2 separate regions of the Sus scrofa genome follow, and region 1 is linked to region 2. The links are chromatin contacts, called in public Hi-C maps. All regions are on one chromosome and are shown on one strand. Each heading gives the region's core, a stretch centred on a gene start, on an enhancer-like site or on the middle of the called end of the contact. The rest is flanking DNA. Distances are from core to core; before and after follow the strand shown. Region 1 holds the start of RAD23B (UV excision repair protein RAD23 homolog B). Region 2 holds the start of ZNF462 (zinc finger protein 462).

What was found. Hi-C and Micro-C count contacts between places; a contact is called where the count stands out from the background.
Region 1: a Hi-C map of epiblast stem cells shows a contact between it and region 2, with 3 times the contacts expected there. The contact joins the promoter of RAD23B here to the promoter of ZNF462 in region 2. A contact is called at or near these places in 2 of 47 Hi-C or Micro-C datasets (epiblast stem cells and heart right ventricle) and 1 of 2 datasets of contacts at active chromatin or transcription factors (skeletal muscle).

The regions. Positions count from the first base shown.
Region 1 is chr1:248,446,430-248,449,374 of Sscrofa11.1, forward strand. RAD23B (UV excision repair protein RAD23 homolog B) reads left to right here and starts at 1,562. Exons shown (of 10, transcript XM_001927866.6): 1 at 1,562-2,252. The coding sequence starts at 2,187.
Region 2 is chr1:248,027,833-248,030,792 of Sscrofa11.1, forward strand. ZNF462 (zinc finger protein 462) reads left to right here and starts at 1,304. Exons shown (of 13, transcript XM_013993738.2): 1 at 1,304-1,758.

The DNA.
Region 1 (2,945 bases), core at 312-2,811, 420 kb after region 2:
GCAGCAACTGCCAGATCCTTTAACCCACTGCGCTGGGCTGGGGATAGAACCCATACCTCTTCAGCAATCCAAGCTGCTATAGCCACAGCTGCTGTGCCACAGCAAGAACTCCATTATATTTCAAGTAAAGATATTACGTAGGCAATTGGCTAATTCTATCTATAGCTAAAGGTCCAGGCTGGAAGTATTTCAAAACAAAGGACGTGATGAGATCACCTGGTGATTAACAGTAGATATACAGGAAGACGGAAAGCCAAGGTTTAGATATGGAATTATAACACAGGGAGATACGTGTTGTGAAGGGGGCAGTGGGACAGCTGAAGGAGAGGGAAGTTGATCAGGCAAAGTTCCATGGAAGAATTATACCTGAGCTCTTACAATCTACAGAAAACCAATCAATGACATTGTATCAGTGAAGATGCTGCTCCAGAGAGGTCCTTTGCAATTAGTCACACAGCTAGTGACTTAATTGTAACTTTACACTTGAACTACTTTAAGTCAAATATGCAAGATGGCACTTTATTAAGAGGCAGAACAGCCAGGCACTTAGGAGCCCAGGGTCTGGAGTCATTCGGCTTGGGTTCAAATTCTGGACCCGCCACTCACCAGGTGGGTGATTCCGGGTACTACACTTAAGTTTTCTTATCTGTAAATGGGCATACTACAAATAGCTATCTCTTTATGAACTGCTTACTATGTTCCTGCCACTAAGATTTTTACTGTATACATTGTTCAACACCTCTTCTCCAATAATCAATGAAACTGAGTGCTGTTATTACTCTCAGCTTACTGATGAGAAACAGAAAGCATATTTACCCATTCCACACATATTTACTGTGTGCCTACATTACATGCCAGGCATGTTTCTTCGTGCTGGGGGTACATCAGGCAATATAACAATACCCTTGCCCTTGTGCAGCTTGTCTGTGTTTACAGAAGAGAGAAAGATAATAAATCTAATAAATATTACATTTATGGTAATTAGAAGATAAATGCTATAGAAAAAAAACAAAACAAAACAAAACACACAGCAGGGTAATGTGGTTAGGGAAATTGCGGTTTACGTTGAGTATCCACAGCAGACCTCCCCGAGAAGGGAGAGACAGTGAGCCACCCAGGTACCTGGGGAAAGAAGACTTAGGGACGGAAACAGCGAGCGAAAAGGCAGGCCCTCAGCTGAGTGCATCTGCCATGAGAGTCAGGATATATGCGAGGAAGTGGCTGTGTATCCAGTCCTAAGAACTTTTACTTTGGGTGCGATGAGTACCCACTGGACAGTTCTGCCCAGGGAAGTGATATAATTTGACCTTGTATTTAGCCCCAAGGTCCATCAAGGCAGTCTGGTGCTGAAGTCAGCGCTCTCAGGATAATAGAATCAGTGGCCACACAGCAAGCGCCCAGTAAACGCCGGCTCACTACTGTGGCTGTTTCATTTAAACCCCGCCCTGACCTACCGCCCTCTAGTTGCCCAGCTCCAGGGCTCTGCATCCACTTAGTCCGGTCTCCACGTAGCGCTTCCTCGGCTACAGATTGCCCAACTCAAGCTACCGGGCGGAGTCTGGACGTAGGCGGAGCGGCGGAGGGCGGGAGAACGCCCCCGGCAGCCGACGCGACAGGGAAGCCCCGAGAGCCCCCGAGGCGCCCCACTGACTACGCCTGCGCACGCGCGATCCAGGACGCCGACATTCCAGAGCCGTAATCCGCCCCGCCCCAATTCCGGGGCGGAGTTCTCGGCTGCGCCTGCGCACAGGCTCGCCGCACCCTACGCCTGCGCGCTCCGACAGTGCGGCCCCATCCCCCAGGTTTTTCGGGTGGGGGAGGGGGCGCGTCTCGGCGAGTCACGATGATGGCGGCCACCAGTCTGTGGTGAGCTAGCGGGTTCTCTGCTGGTTTCGCATAGCCCCTTGAACCTCCTGTAGACCTTGAGGCTGGCGCCAGGCGTGTGAAGAAGCACTGCAGCCCGAGCTCGCGAGGAAAGCCGCAGTCGCGGAGGCAGCGGCGCGGCCCAGGACCAGGGCTGGGGGAGAGGCCGCTCTGCAGGGCGAATGTGACAAGCCCCCACCCCCACCGCCTTCCTCCCGAGTGCGCGAGGAGCGCGGGCGACCCCAGGGCCCCGCCAGGCCACAGACCCCGCCCAGCGGCCAGCACCCGGAGCAGGCCCGGCAGCGGAGCTGCGCGGCGGCACCATGCAGATCACCCTGAAGACCCTCCAGCAGCAGACCTTCAAGATCGACATCGACCCCGAGGAGACGGTGAGAGCAGCGGGGAGCGCGGGGCCCGGGACGCGGCAGCTGCGCGAGTGGCCAGCCAGGCCTAGGCGGAGGTCGGCGCTGCGAGGCCTTTCGTGGGGTCCCGGCCTATATCAGAGCGGGGCCCGGCGGCGCGCCCGAGCTGGGAGGGTCCCCGGTGTACTCGAGAGGGCGCGGTGAACGGGGGTTCGGGCCCCCGACGCTGGCTGAGGCCTGCGGGCCCGGGCGCGGGCAGGGCCCCGGGGCCCTGCGGCGTGTGGCCGACCGGACCTTGGGAGTTGGCTCTGGGCTTTGTGTCAGGAGTAAGGGGAAGCAGTGGCCGAAACTGAAGCCCTGGCGGCGTGGAGCACATGCCTGCAGGGCACCGGAGGCTTGGGCCTGGGCCCTCCCGGCAGAGGGGCTTGAGGGGGAGGGAAGCTTAGGGCTGCTTCAGCGGTCTAGCCGAGCTCCCTGGTGTGGATGCACAGGTGGGGGAGGGAGATTTAGGTGTCGCCACTATTTCTGCGTGGATCTGGTTAGGCGCTAAGGTCTAGGAGGTGCAGACCGGCGATAATTAACCTTAAAAAAAAAGTGTCAGGTTCCGTTTGCCGCAGAGCGAGAGGTGAGTGGTGAAAATGCATTCTTTGCCCCCTTCCCCGCAGAATTGGGGGCGCTTTTATTTGCATATATTTTGAGTCGTTTCGCTGCAGGTCTCCC
Region 2 (2,960 bases), core at 54-2,553:
GTTTGAAGATGGGATAATTAAGACTTCTGAAAAAGCCATACACTCTTTTCATCTACTCTTTGTTTTGCTAAAATCATCAGCTTGAACAGTTTTCCAGCTGGAATTTAGAAAGTGGGGTTATAAACTAGAATATTTTTAACATAGTTTTCAGGAAGTAGGACTTTTCCTTTTTTATATGCTATAACCTAACAATGACATTAAAACATCTATTCACGCTTGTTTCAGTTGAAATTCTATCTTTTTAATGTAGCCTCTGGACCAACTCTTCTGTCTTTTCATAATTCCTTCCTGCAGGGGATAGAAGTCCTCTTTTCTCCCATAAACACTTTTCTTTGAGAGGTTTGGGTGCTTTCCTTTTCTAATCTTTTAAAAAATTTATTAATTTTTTATTGAAGTATAGTTGATTTAGAATATTGCGTTAATTTCTGCTACACAGCAGTGATTCAGTTATATACGTATACACACATATTCTTTTTAAAAAATATTCTTTTCCATTATGGTATCATAGGATATTGACTGTAGTTCCCTGCGCTATATCCCAACCTTTAAAAACCAAAATGATTTATAGACTATCCCTATCCTGCTAGAGTTGGGCAAGTAAGAGGATCATATTTGCATGGGTCACTCTGATTGTAGGACTCCACTGTTTCTTGAACTAAAATTGCAAGATTTATTATTCTATTAATGCTCATAAAGTCACTCTTTTGATGAGCCATAATTTCCTTTTATGAGGAGTCTGTATGCCAGTCACCATGATAAGGGAGAAGAAAGTCTAGACTTCCCACATATTCATATTTCCTGGAACATTAATAAAGTCTTGAAATCCCATATGACTCCAGGGGATAATGGCATAGGGTATAGTAACAAAAGGCACATTTCACGGGAGTCAACCTGTCCCTATGAGACTTCCCTCACATTGTTGCCTGTGTACAAAACCTAAGCTTTTCCATTTTAATTAAAAAATTTAGAAATTAACCCTCCTGGTGGAGAAGATAACCCATCAACTAGGCTTGTATTATCTTTCGCATATTCTTAGGGAATTAACTAGCAGGAGGTGTGAACTTTCTCCTGCTTATCTTAATGGTCCGCTAATGGCAAAGCATAATTACAGTTACTTATGGGCCAAGTTTGTCAAGGTTTTCCCTAAAACCTTTCCTTGACGGACCCAGCTTTTATTTATCAAAATGCTTTCCTATCATTTGAAAGAAAACTTATCCCCCATAAAAACAAGCAAACAAAAAGTCCACTCCCCTACCATGTTTAATTACTTTCAATTATTTTAGAGGGGCAGTTAAAGCACTTGTGACTCCAAAAAAATCGAAAAATTTGTGTCTGGCATCATTAATGGAAATCTTAGCTTTCCCCCCACTCAAAAGGCAGGGCTATGCGGGAGTTTTGCAGTAGTTTTGCTTCACGGCTTTGGGAAGTCGCTCTGCTTCTAAATCATAAGATGGTCTTCTGCAGACGATCCTGTGTTTGGAATGGAAACTTAGCCATTATACCTTCTGCCCCAAACACCCACTTGAGAAGCCCGAAAGCCATCTATCTCCCCATCGGTCTCCGGATCTCCTCGCTGCCTTTGTCCCTTCTAGACGTGGAGGCTTGGAGAGGAGGTTTAGTTTCCAAGGATTGGAGCGTTTGAAGGGCGGGGCCATCTCCAAGTCCATCTCCCCTTTTTGTCCTCTTCTCCTGGGACGGGAGGGAGGAGCCAGGTCCCCCCGCGGCCGGTTCGGGAGCTCTCCATCTCGGTCGCTCGAGGTGAGTCTGAAAGGGCGGCAGCCCGTTTAATTGCTGCGCAGGTTAATTTCTCGAGTTCACCGCAGTCGGTCAGCCAGCCGCTCGCCCGGTCTTTGCCAAGTGGGTTTATGAGGTCTGAGGCGTGTTGGGGCGCGCTCACGTTCTCGCGAAAGGCTCCTCCCCAGGGCTCATTCCCCGACTGCGGGAAGCCCTTTGGTGCCCCAGGAGCCTTGAGTTTCCTCTGACCTCGTCTCTTCCTCCTCCCTCTGCACCGCCGGGTTCCCTGTGTCCCTGCCCCCCGCCCCCGCCCCCGGGGAAGGGCGGCCCCCATCTTAGGACTTCCGACCCGAGCCAACCCTGAAGGCACCTTCACGTCGATGAAGATTTTTATCACAACCTCCCAAACCCAGCAGTAATAGGAGCTTTCAACCTGAAATACGATTGTTATTTTCCCGGTGCAGAGCTTGACAGAAAAAGTCAGCTATTTATTAAAGACAAAGAGGTAAATTATCAGCTGGGGCACTGAAGGGACGGCGGAGACCGAGCGCGCTTCTTCTGGTTGCCACGAGGAATTTATGGGGGAGCCGCGACCGGTGCTCAGACACCCCTGGGGTCCCGGGGGAGGAGCTCGGGGCAGAAGGGCTTCCCCAGGTCCCTCCAGGCACCTGGAAGCCGGAGTCCTCCCAAGTCTGTACAAAGCCAGGGTCATTTCAGTCCTGAACAACCTCACCGTCTTCCTCTCTCCTTTCTTCTGCTCTCCGTTCTTTGACTCCCGTTTCCCTTTTGCCTATGAGCTTTCTCCTCCTTGGTCTCCTCTCCTTACTTTTTCTCTTCGCACTCCTCGCCTCTCCTCTCCCTCCCCCTCCTTTCTTCTCCACCGCACGCGTAGAGTGTCATTTATTTATTTATTTATCACCCCCGCCATCAACACCCTTTTAGGGCTCCCAAGCTTTTCAATGTGAGTGGGAGGAGAAAAGGGCAGGAAGTGTTGACTGGAAGAGGGTGAAATCGTGCCTCTGGGTGAGAGATTCTACCCTGGAATAAACGATTAGGAAACGCTTGGAAAATGAGAATTCAGATCTGTTTATAAAACCCCGCTATCTGGTGGGAACCAACTCCTCGTGCGTCTCCTCCTCCCCTTTATTGTGTGGGTTTTTGGAGGTATCTTCCTGAACTGTGGTTGGGGGTCGGGGGAGGTGGTGAGCATTAGGGGACAATCTTGC